2 separate regions of the Mus musculus genome follow, and region 2 is linked to region 1. A link is a contact called in public ChIA-PET data. All regions are on one chromosome and are shown on one strand. The core of a region is the stretch at or near the end of the contact, and the rest is flanking DNA. Distances in the headings are between cores, read along the strand shown.

Region 1 (6,052 bases), core at 2,381-4,880:
GTATTCTGCTAGCAGTCTTCAGATGAAGATGTAGAACTCTCAGCTCCTCCTGAACCATGCCTGCCTAGATGCTGCCATGTTCCTACCTTAATGATTTTGGACTGAACCTCTGAACCTGTAAGCCAGCCCCAGTTAAATGCTGTCCTTAGTTGCCTTGGGGGGCTGGAGAGATGGCTCAGCGGTTAAGAGCACCTACTGCTTTTCCGGAGGTCCTGAATTCAATTTCCAGCAACCACATGGTGGCTCACATCCATCTGCAATGAGATCTGATGCCCCCTTCTGGTGTGTCTGAAGATAGCTACAGTGCACTCATATAAATAAAATAAATAAATCTTAAAAAAAAAAAAAAAAAAAGAGTTGCATTGGTCATGGTGTCTGTTCACAGCAGTAAAACCCTAACTAAGACAGGGCCATATCCCACCCCAGAGATGCCTGCACATACAAGTTTATTGCTGCTGTATTCACAATAACAAGGGAAGGAACCCAGCCTAGATGCCCAACAACAGATAAAGAGATGATGAAAATGTGAGATATTATAATTTCCAATATTGTTCAGCTGTAAGATAATGAGATCTGCAGGAAAATGGATGGACTTAGGAGGTATAGTAATAGCTAATATTATAATACTATTGTGATTATAATAATAATAGAGGTAGCCTAAACTAAAACAGAAATAGAACCATGTTCCCCCTCATATATGGATCCTAGCCGCTGATGTAGACATGGATGCATGGACCAGGCAGGCCTAAGTGTGGACACGGGACAACGCAGAGAAGAAACTGAGGAGCTGACAGTGTGATGAGGAGGACCATGAAGGCACAGAGACACAGGATCCAAGGAAGAGGTTCCTTCTTTTATCTTGTGGTGGATAACTGAATAAAGATGTAATGGAAGCCAGGCATTGGCGAACACCTTTCATCCCAGCACTCAAGAGGCAGGGGCAGGCATGAGTTCCAGGCCACCCTGGTCTATATAACAAGTTCCCAGACAGACAGGGCTACACAGAGAAACCCTGCCTCAGGAAAGAAAAGAAAAAGAACAAAACACAAAACAAACAAACAATAAAAAGGAACAGGTAGTGAAAGTGTAACCTAGTGAGGCCTGTGGTCTCAGAACACAGGGTTCACTGAGAGTCAAGAGCTTGGGATGGGGTGTTTGAGCGGCTTCCTGAAGCTGTGTGTGGCTTTTATTTGAGAATTAACTAGAATACAGATTGTCCTGAAGAAAGCACGTTGCTAAGGGTTACCCAGTAACCATTAGGGTCTCATACAGAGAGCCCGGCATGCCCCTCCTGAAGCCATCTTCTAGTCCCTCACTCTGACACCATGTCAAGAGGCAGCAAGCCGGACCGCAGCTTAGACTCAGCCAAAGAAACATACTTTTCTTTTGGGAGGGGAAAGTGATGTGAAGGAAGAGGGGTCCCAAGTACTTTCCTCTTACAGGCAGAACAGTGCGGTATTTTCTAGCAGCTGCACTAAACACGCCGGTGTGTCTGTCAGGCTGCCCCCACACACCTTACTGGCCATCTTGAGCGTGTCAATCTCCTCCCTCTGTTTGGACAGGGTCTCGTTCATGCTGCATAGGTGGTCGCTCATCATGCTCAGCTGATCCTCGTAGCTCCGCTTGGTGGTCATCAGCTCGTCCTAAACAGCAGGGAAAGAAGAGAGGTCGTCAAAGGCCCCAGCCACCACCCAGACGCATCCTGTAGTACAAATATCTGTGAGAGCAGCCCATCGCAATGCCCGAGTTGATCAGTTAATGCAGGGTTAAGTAAGGCACTGGCCAAATGGAAGACCCAAGTTAAAAGAACTGGGAAAAAAACGTGTCAGCCTTCAAAGAGTGTGCTCATGACTCATTTGCCAAACAATTCCGGACTGGAGGCTGGAGCAATAAAGTGTTTGCCTTGGAGCGGGAGGCCCCAAGTTCGTCCCTAGAAGTAAAAAGAAGGTGGACCTGGGTGTGCACACTAGGAATCGCAGCCCTGGGGAGAGGGAGACAGATCCCTGAGACTCTCTGACAAGCTAGCCACCCTACTGGGGCAAAGAGACCCAGTCTCAAAAGAAAAAGGTGGCCAGCTCTGAAGGAGCACCACCCAAGGCTGTCCTCTGGTCTCCACACGCATGCGCACACACATGCACCTGCGCTTACAAAATCCAAGCACTCTCTTCTTGGCTGGGTAAGAACTGTCAAAAGTCTGAAGGTGAAATGACGCTTCCGAACCTTCCCGGTGTTGAAACCTCTGCCCAGGCCCCAGGCATCTGCACCGTCCCCGAAGGCAGCTCCTCTCCTCCCACCTCCCGCTCTCCTCAGCCTCTTGAATAAACTGCAGTAATCTTAACTACTTGAGAACAGGTTGCTGTGTTCCAGGGTTTTCCCATGCCTACCTCTTGTTGATATCAAGATTAGCAGGTTATAGTCACCAAAGCCAAAGGGCACTCATTCATTCACTCATTCATTCATTCCAAAACTCTCTGCTAAATACCGACGGTGGAGAACACAGAAAATGTGGCCCCACACTCTTGTTTTAACAAGATGAAAGAGGCCAGCAGTCCAGCTCAACAGGGGTTTCCTGAAAGGCACGGTTTGAAACTGCAATCTGATTTATCTACTTATGTATTTATTTAATTATATATTAAATTAAATACATATGTTTTATAGCCCCACTCAGGTTTATTTAGGTCAGTTCTGAAACAAGACAGAATACTATGTATAGCCCAATCCTCCAGCCAATCCTGAGTGCTCACAAGAAAGGGGAAACAAATAGCAAATGCAGACTGTGGAAGGATTTAAAACTAGCTTCAAGTCAGATACAAGTAAGACGGCCAGTCTCTGTCTGATATGAGCAACTGTGACTCTAAGGTGACTGAGAAATAAAGTGGTGTGGAGCATGTGTCAAGACCAGACATCACTGGTTCCCACAGAAGGCTGGCTTCACTGTCAGTGAAAACCACTAATGTGCTGAGGTCACATGAAGGAGCTCACCTGAAGCCTGCTGATGTTCTGACTGGCTAGCCTCATCTCCTCTGTCAGTGTCTCCTTCGACTTCTCCGCCAGGGCTAGTCTCTTAGAGAGCGCACGGCACTGTACAATCAAAACACCAAATCTTATCCTTGGAAAGGTAGCAGGTTATACTCACCAAAGCCAAAGGTCGCTCATTCATTCCCTCATTTACTCATCCCAAAACTCTCTGCTGAATACCTCTGCACAGCCCCCAGGCATCTGCACCTTCAGAGGTGGTCCAGCTCAGCAGTCTAATGGCCAATGGTTACAAGCACATAAGAACACTCTCCATTTTCACAGAACCTATTTGTACTAGTGAGGATAAAGGACTGTAGTTATCTCAAAAGTGGCCACAGGCCGACAAGCATGGCAGACTTGGCTTCTAAGTTCTTCACTAAAGGTCTCAATCCCAGAACCAAAACATCCTTATAACCCACCCAGTAGCCTCACACGCCCACCTGGGGAGGCAGGTGGTTTTTCTAGGAGTTTTACTAAACCCAGATGGTGCAAGGCAGAGCAGGTGAAAGGAAGAAGAGAAAACTTGATTTCACACTATTGTTCAACAAGGAGGATGTGCAGAGAGAGACACGTGTGAATGCTGGGTGGACACCAGCTGTCTGTTCTCGTACAGGGTGGCAGTACTTCCTGTTTATAGATGAGAACGAACTAGGGCAATCTAAAACCTCTTGTACCATAGTCGTGCTGAAAACATTTACTCAAGTAGGCAGATCTCATGAAAACCAGACAGCCTAAAATCCCCTAGTTATTATTTGTTCTCGAGAGACTCTCAGGACAGTTTGTACAATCAGTCTAACCACTTCCCTCTGTGCTCAGCAATGAACTCCCAAGAGAGAGAGAACATGCAAGACACAGGCCCCAGGAAGATGACAGTCACAGCTGGGACACCAACCCAGAGAGCAGGCAGGGAACCAGAAATGATGGCATCAGCTGCGGGTATGGCTCAAGAAATAGCAGTCCACTGTCAGCCAGGCCCCCAACTCTCTACACTGTAACAAGCAGCCACACATGACCAACCCATCAAAGGTGGGTGCGGCAGCTTCCTAAACATTGGACTAGACACAGTCTTATTTTAACAAGAAAAACTCAAAGTCCTTCTCTACCTTTAGCAAACTGACTGGCTATTAACCTCTTCATTCCTGCGGTGTTCAACACAAGCCTAGATAAAGCTAGTGTGCCACCCCTCCCTTTTTGCTTTAACAACTTAGGTAGTGTAATTCTCTGCCTGCCATCTGTGATTCATTCTTACTATAAAGTGTCAAAGGCTTAAAGACCCTGCATGCACCCACCCAACCTTCTATCTTCTTTATTTAATAATACTTAATAATGATTAAGATAAGTATTTAATAATACTTATCTCATTCACTTCCTCTCCACCACACACACACACTCATAAACACACACACACACACACACACACATACAAGGAACCTGCAGTTTGGTCCCTGGAACCCACATAGTGGAAGAGAGCCAACTTGTGTAAGCTGTTTTCTCCCATCTACTTGTGCTGTGACACTCACACACATACAGAGCAAGCAAACCTAAAGACAAAACGTATCAGGTACATCCAGCTTATCACCTTGTGCTTGTAAAATCCCCGTATCTGTGCATGTCCTCTACCACTAAGACAAGTAAGCTCTACTAATCCTACAAAACCCGCAGCATGGGGCCATGGAAAGGCTGCCATAACTCCATCCTCTCTCTGGCAGGAACTTGGACATGACACAGGAAGCTGTACACTTGATGAAATGAACATTCTGGAGCGGCTCAGACTAATCACCATGAGCTACAAACAATCCAGACATAGAAAGACATAGACAGAAAGTGCAGGGGACGGTGGCTCTCTTCCATCAGATAAGAGAACAGCACAGTGGTCTGACTCTAGCAGGGTCAGGGAGAAGTGGCAGTCTCACCGTGTCCACTCACCTCGGCGTAGAAGTGCACTGACTTACTGTCAGCCAGCTGCAGCTGAGATGTGAGCTCCGCTATCCTGGCCATGTAGTGACTCTTAATTAGGTCTTCACGGGACTCAACATCCGGAGCCTAAACAGAACACGAACGCACCAGAGATGCCAGTGAGCAGGGCAATTCTGGCAAAGGACACAAGGACCACGGCTCCGCCCTCTTTCCTGGAACCTCACAGGACCCACACAGTTCCCAAACGTCAGTCATGGCAGGAAAACAGACCAGATTTCCTTAGCCAGCACCTGCGGGTCTGTGTCTTAGTGCTCCCCAGAAGGCAGCAAGCAGCACTGTGGTGACATAGGGAAGCCCCGTGGGTCATGCCTTTCCAGGCACCACATTTTTCACTCATCTGCTCATTCATTCATTCATGGTCTTTGAGGTGTTTGCTTGTTTTTAAGTTTGAAGGTCGCTGAGCATCCAGGGCTAAATGCAAATTCACAATCTTCCTTCATGACAGACATGAGGCACCACACACAGTTCTGACCAGCTTTTAGCAGCTACAAACCTAACTTTCAAAATCTCCATGTTTCTGACAAATATGTCCTCTTTAACGGGAAGAGGGCACAGAACTGGGGGGGGGTGGTATTTATTGGAAACACTCTGTTTTTTATTAGCATATAATCATTATATATATAGCACTGGGTTTCAGTTCGTATATTATACATTTTGCCTGTGCCCCAACTCCCCATCTTCTCCTTTTTTCCCCTTCTCCCATTAGTTCTATCATTCTTTCTATAGTCACAGATATGGTTTTCTATATCTTTATATAATCTAGGACCCACAAATGGAGAAAATATAACATTTATTTTTCTGAGCCTGACCTTATCTACTTTACATGATAATCTCTAGTTATATCCATTTTCTTGCAATATCATTGTTTATGGCTTCATGAAATTCCCCTGTGTATACACAGCACATTTTCTTTGCCATTTCTCTGCTGACGGGCACCTAGATTGACTGCGTGACCTGATCCTCTGAACACTGCTGCAATAAACATCTAAGTGAATAGTGCTGGGCTGTGTTCACTCACAGCCCTTCTACATTTAGAACAGTCATTTTTTTTTACACT
Region 2 (5,963 bases), core at 2,526-5,025, 170 kb before region 1:
CAGTTTAGCAGATGAGAGCCAAGGCCTAGGGTTCACTATCTATCAACTTATATCACCTTGAACAAGTTAACCTGCCCAAGCCACTGTGCCCTCATTTGTGAGCAAGGCTGCAGATAGAGGATTATTTATTCTGAGGATTGATCCAGCAAGTGAGAAGGTCGGATTTGTACCCTTAGTGCTTAGCATGATGCAACATTGATTAAGTTTATCCCATGATTCTTGTGAATGAGTAGATAAAGGTTTGTATGCACGCAGCTCAGGGTCTAGATCCTACCACATACTGAAGAAACTGTCTTGTTCACTTGAGAGTTGCACAAAGAGTTCATTGATAAGAACCCCAAGTTTAGGGGAGGAGCATCCCAGCCACCTTGGTCCACTCTCAGGTGCCCCCTTCTGTGATTCATGCAACAAACCACAGCTGTGCTGAAGGCCGCATGCTGTGTTCCAGCAGAGATGAAAAGGAGTGAGCTGTAAGCTGTAGGGTTTTCCCATGGGGATTCACAGCGCAGGAAAAGGCAATTCCAAACAGTGTGTGAACTGTAGGTAACTGAAGGCAGTATGCTGTGCTTAGCCTGAGAGCAAGCAGGTCCTCCAGAACTTCAGAGGCAGGAAAGGGTTAAATGACAGTGGGGAGAGGAGATGCAGGCTTTGAGCCAATCTAACGTGGATAGACAAAAGTAGAAGGAAAATGTATCCCAGGCAGAAGCCGGCAAGAGGACCAGCCATTGAAGAGATATGCCCAGACAAGCTGGGAAATAGAGCTTTTCAGAACTTTGAGAATGTGAGGGTCAAAGAAAGAAGGCTTGGATAAAACAGGAGGAAATTCAGAGTGTTCTTTTGTTAAGAGAAAGGACGGAGATTGGAGGAGCAGAACAAGGATTCTGGGATCTTCCCAACAGAGACAGTCCTTTGTGACTTCAGCCACCTGGACGCAGGCAGTGACTACTCTCTGAACTTGCCCACTGAGAACTCACATCTCAAAGGGATCAGATTATGCTATGAGAAGAACCACTTAGAAGCCTCACTCTTTTGTTTGGTTTGTGGTTTTTGACAAATTCTGAGGCCTCCAAGGTCACAAAACCTCAGACGGATAAGGAGTTCACTGCACTTGGACCCAGTAGCCTTGAGCAGCCCGAGGAGCATTTGACTCCTCCCCAAGCTGCTTGTAGCAAGTTCTCCCTAATCCAACAGGAGAATCTGTTAAATCATGGGACAAAAAGGGTTTCACCAAATGACAGGAAAGGACGAACACTAGCTGAAGCCAAATACACGCACTAGCGACTCCACAGTTTCACCAAGAACGCTATCATTTTCTAGTTTGTCTCACCCCTCCCCCAACCCCTCCGCCCCACCACACCCGTGTGCACACACAGCTGTGAAAGTTGGTGTGAAGCGCAGGCAGGTGTGACTAAGGAAACTGGTTTTTCCCTCACAGGGAGTTAAAAGAAAACATCTACCTGGAGAAGATGCACAGTGGCACCTTCCAGGGGGCCACGGGGCCCAGCATCCTGTGAGTACTGTGGTACAGCCTCCTCTCCCCACAAAGTGCACCCTAACAACCCTGCTGTCACTGCCAGCCGGGCTTGCAACATCTATAGTTGAAAAGGATCAAATGTGCCAGGCCTGTCCTACCAACATGAAGCGCTGCCTCTGACGTAGCCATAAGTCAACCAGTAATGCCAAACACAGGGTATGGCCTCGTGTGCTACAGGGTGGTCGCTCCCCCCACGCCCCGCCCCGGCACTCACTCGGAGAACCCACTCTGACCTGAACTGCGCCTAGCATTTGGATGGCCGCGGCTGAGAGGTTGCAGGTGGATTCTCCCTATAATCCTATGAGGAGTCGGTCTCGAACCCTCCACGAGTTGGGCTTCGATGCACATAAAAACTTCTCCAACCAATGCTGAGAGACTCTCGGGGCTTTAAGTAAAAACACAGACACTCAGAAGACAGCTTGGTAATATGGCCAGTTAGCAGAACCCCAATAGTAGGTTTCATTTCACTGGGCGATGACGTCCCAGACACGTGCGGCCACTCAGAAAACAAACTACAACCTCCTCCATGTCTGGGAAAAGTCTGCGGCCCGATCTAACGATCCGTACAAGACCCTAAGGCAGAACAGAGCACTGCCTTCCTAATCGGCAAGTACCAGAAGCCGGAGGTGGCCTAGAGCCCGTGGGACACAGGCTCCTGTTTCCACTGTTCTCCCAGGAACTTGGACCCTGGTACATTCCAGTTCATACTCCTGCCCTTCCCTGCCTCCCACTGCCATCACTCCCTCCTTGTATCAGGCCCTGAGCCTCCCAGGGGGGGGGCAGACTATCAAGGAGGGCATGCTGCTGGGAAAGGGTTGGGCATTGACCTCTTAGAATATGAGCATGGTTTAAAAACTAAAACTCCTGCCAAACCCCCTCTTCCTGAAATGTTGTACATTTGGGGCTTCCTTAGAGTTTGCCTCGAGTCTAGTAAAACCAAGGAGCTTTGTTTAAAGCCCTGAGCCTCCCGCGCAGCTGTGCTAGCTCGGCATGGTGTTTGCTTGCTTTGGATGGACACATCTAACTAGTTATTAGAGCATGTGTGCTCAGCGTCCTGGGTGGATGATAGCTAGTGCCACATGAAACTCTTAATAGGGTGGATCATCTGCACTTTATGAAAACCTCCCCTGCAGAGCTTAATCAATCAGACACAGAGGCATCAAAGCCCTGAATATTTCCCCCTGGGCCAGAACACAAAAGCTGATGTCACCTATGTGCACACTGTTTTAGGAAGCGAGCAGTAGGGTTTTGTAAAATAGGGAGAGGGTAGGAGAGAGGAAGGGGTGTAGAGTAGACATAAGGAGGGAGAGGCAGAGGGAAGGAGTCAGAGCTACAGAGGAATAAAGACATAGCAGAGAAAAATTCTAGTGACCATATGGAGGGTACAAAGATCCACAGGCAACCTTGAAAAGAGTAGTGGGTGCCTGTAAGATGAAAATCCCACAATAGTTCTTAGGAATTCAGATCATGATGAAAGAAACGATGGATTGTAGGAAAAACAAAATGGAGGAGAGATTTCTCGGACCCTAGGGGAGGGCCTTGGAGTAAAATGTGTAAAATCAGTCAATAAAGGGCCTCTCTCCCCTTTGCGGTTCAGGGATGTCTCTTCCACCAAATTGCAGGCCCTGCCGAGCCACGGGCTGGAGTCCATTCAGACGCTCATCGCCACGTCATCCTACTCACTGAAAACTCTGCCCTCCAGAGAAAAATTCACCAGCCTACTGGTTGCCACGCTGACCTACCCTAGCCACTGCTGTGCTTTCAGGAATTTGCCGAAGAAAGAGTAAGTGAGCAGGAGAGGGGACCGTGTTGCTGCAGAGAAGCTGGGATCTAGATCTAGTCCCGTGGCCCACGGTGCCCCGCTGCAGTCGTGGAGTAGCTTTTAGACAAAACCAAAATGAGCTGTTCCTCATCTTGACGTCTCCATGTGCTGGGCCCTGCGCCTCATAAACCTGCCAAACGCTTAAGTACCGCTGCAGCACCTTTGTAAAACCTGCTGTCAAAGCCCGTTCTCTCAGCAGAAAACATTTTACTCAATCTTGAATTTAATAATTGTCAGAGTACCACGTGGTTTGGTTTTGGGCTTGTTTTGTTTTGCTTTGTTTTTAAGCGATTTGTCTTCCACGGAAAGCAACTTCCATTTCCGAACAGAAACGTTTCCACTACAGATCGGTTAGGGAGCCCTATGAAAACGACCAGAGCGCCTGCGTGCAGCAGAGGGCGCCTGATCGCTTCTCTGCACCCCAGGCTGCGGGTGTGGTGGGTGAAGGAGAGGGTGGCAGCAATTAGGGGGCAGAATTTCATTCCTTACAGCATTCTTTCTCGGGAGTTTTCTAGCTGAGAGGCACCATTCTGCATCCGGACCCAACACGTGTCACATGTATAAAAGAAAGAAAAAGCAACAGCTAGCTTTGCAAAGGTGTGGTGCAGTCACCTAACACTTCCTGCTCTCCCACCCTTGTCTCTAGCTTGTTTTCACTGCAAGCTTTGATGTTCTCTGCTTTTCTTATTGCCCAATACACTGCTCCCAGTGGGAAAATGCAATGCTCTGAAGAGTCATTACTGCCGAGATGTGCTCAATCAATTCATTAGATACTAAGGCACTGTGGAACACATCAGGCTGCCACTGCCTTTGTTTGGAATTAACATATTTATAGCTGATCAACCAGGCTGGAGGGGGCGGGGTGGGGGAGGGGGAGAGAAAGAGAGAGAAAGGAAGCCTTGAGAAGACTTGGTTCTACCTAAATATTTGGAACAGAGAAGACAAACGCACTTGCTGTGCTTAAGGCTCTACCCCCACCCCCTTTTTTGAGGGGGTGGTGAGATGGGATCTCACTATATAGCCCTGGCTGTCCTGAACTCACTCTGCAGACCAGACTGGCCTTGAACACACAGAGATACACTTGGCTCTGCCTTCTGAGTACTGGGATCAAAGGCCTTGGCCACCAAATCCAGCTCAAGTTCTACATCATTGACTGAGCTTCAGACGACTTGAGCTGAGCACTAGCCATGTTCCAGGATGCCAGGCTTGGAAAGACGGGCAGTCATCTCAGCCCTCACAGAGTGGACAGGCGGCATAAAGGAGCGCCAAGGGGGTGTGTCAACAAAGAGAGGGACAAAACGCTCTAGGCTGTAGAGGGGCTCATGGGAGACTTCCTAGGGGAAATGACCTTAACTGAGCTTCTCACAAAAGGCTTGGGGCGGGGGAGGAGTCAAGCCAAGATGGAATGTCTCCTGTGAAGGCATGGGGAAAGAGACACTAGATGGATGTTATTCGAAAGCAAGCACAGGAAGACTGTGGGTAATGAGGGAAGATTACCCACAGAAGCAGCAGCCCAAGGCACTGGTAGGCCAAGGTGGGCTCTGAGTACCCGCCCAAGGGAGTCAGAGGAGGTAGAGCTTCAAAGACTTAAAAGTGAGATTGTGCAAATTTGATTTTATGAAACCTCAATAGGGCAGCAGAATGAAGGGTGGGTTGAAGGTGGCAAAGCTGGTAAAAGACAGACAGGCAGGCAGGCAGACAGACAGACAGACAGACAGACAGACATAGTGGTTTAGGGTAAGGCTGGTTCTGGTCACCTACTTAACTTTTGTAGTGAAGAGGTCAAATGCCTCCTGAAATCATGACTGTTTACTTCAAAGCCTTTTATTCTAGGAGGGTGGAAAGGGGGTTAGAGACTATGACTGTCTGAGCTATCTGTGAACATCATCACACACATTGTCTTGAGTGAGCTTGGCTATGTCTACTCTGTTGCGGGTGCTTCTGGGACCATAAAGCCCAAGGACGCCTTAGAGGCCATGAAGATGAAGAGTTGAAGATCAGTCCGTGGGATCTGGTTGCAAACTGAGGCGTTCTATAGATGACACACTTGGCTGCCTGGGCACAGCTTGCTTGCTTGCTTGCTTTCTTTCTTCCTTTCTTTCTTTCTTTCTTTCTTTCTTTCTTTCTTTCTTTCTTTCTTTTAACTAGCTTTTTTCTTTATTTACATTTCAAATGTTATCCCCTTTCCTCATTTCCCCTCCAAAACCCCCCTATCCCATTCCCCCTCCCACTGCTCACTTACCCACCCACTCCCACTTCCCTGTCCTGGCATTCCCCTACACTGGGCCATAAAGCCTCCACAAGACCAAGGGCCTCTCCTCTCACTGATGTCCCACAAGGCCATCCTCTGCTACATATATGGCTGGAGCCTTGAGTCCCTCCATGTGTACTCTTTGGTTGGTAGTTTAGTCCCTGGGAGCTCTGGGGGTTCTGATTGGCTCATATTGTGGTTCCTCCTATGGGGCTGCAAACCCCTTTGGCTCCTTGGGTCCTTTCTCTATGGGCACAGCTTTCTAAGATATTTTTGGTAACTGTGGAGATAGAATGTGTATCATCCAGTGTTATCATTCGGAGGTCAAGTTCCTGTTAACTGTGGACTTGTCTGCA

What was found. ChIA-PET counts read pairs in DNA pulled down with a chosen protein or histone mark.
Region 2: a contact with region 1 is called in an RNA polymerase II ChIA-PET map of memory CD8 T cells, with 5 read pairs. The contact joins two enhancer-like sites. A contact is called at or near these places in 1 of 39 promoter capture datasets (pre-B cells), 2 of 484 Hi-C or Micro-C datasets (nephron progenitors and uterus), 1 of 115 datasets of contacts at active chromatin or transcription factors (memory CD8 T cells) and 2 of 9 other capture datasets (adipose tissue and pancreatic islet).

Annotation. Positions count from the first base shown.
Region 1 is chr17:88,579,444-88,585,495 of GRCm38.p6, reverse strand. It overlaps Ppp1r21 (protein phosphatase 1, regulatory subunit 21), which reads right to left. Exons shown (of 22, transcript NM_028658.4): 19 at 4,945-5,061; 20 at 2,983-3,081; 21 at 1,515-1,643. Among named protein-coding and RNA genes, the nearest start is that of Gm31704, 43 kb to the left of the region's middle. Within about 2 kb of position 3,630, at least 76 of the 459 cell types and tissues checked have an H3K27ac peak or open chromatin away from gene starts, as enhancers often do. A contact at or near this core is called in adipose tissue and memory CD8 T cells, where this site is marked.
Region 2 is chr17:88,751,098-88,757,060 of GRCm38.p6, reverse strand. It overlaps Lhcgr (luteinizing hormone/choriogonadotropin receptor), which reads left to right. Exons shown (of 11, transcript NM_013582.3): 8 at 1,436-1,510; 9 at 3,132-3,317. Among named protein-coding and RNA genes, the nearest start is that of Lhcgr, 38 kb to the left of the region's middle. Within about 2 kb of position 3,775, at least 38 of the 459 cell types and tissues checked have an H3K27ac peak or open chromatin away from gene starts, as enhancers often do. A contact at or near this core is called in adipose tissue and memory CD8 T cells, where this site is marked.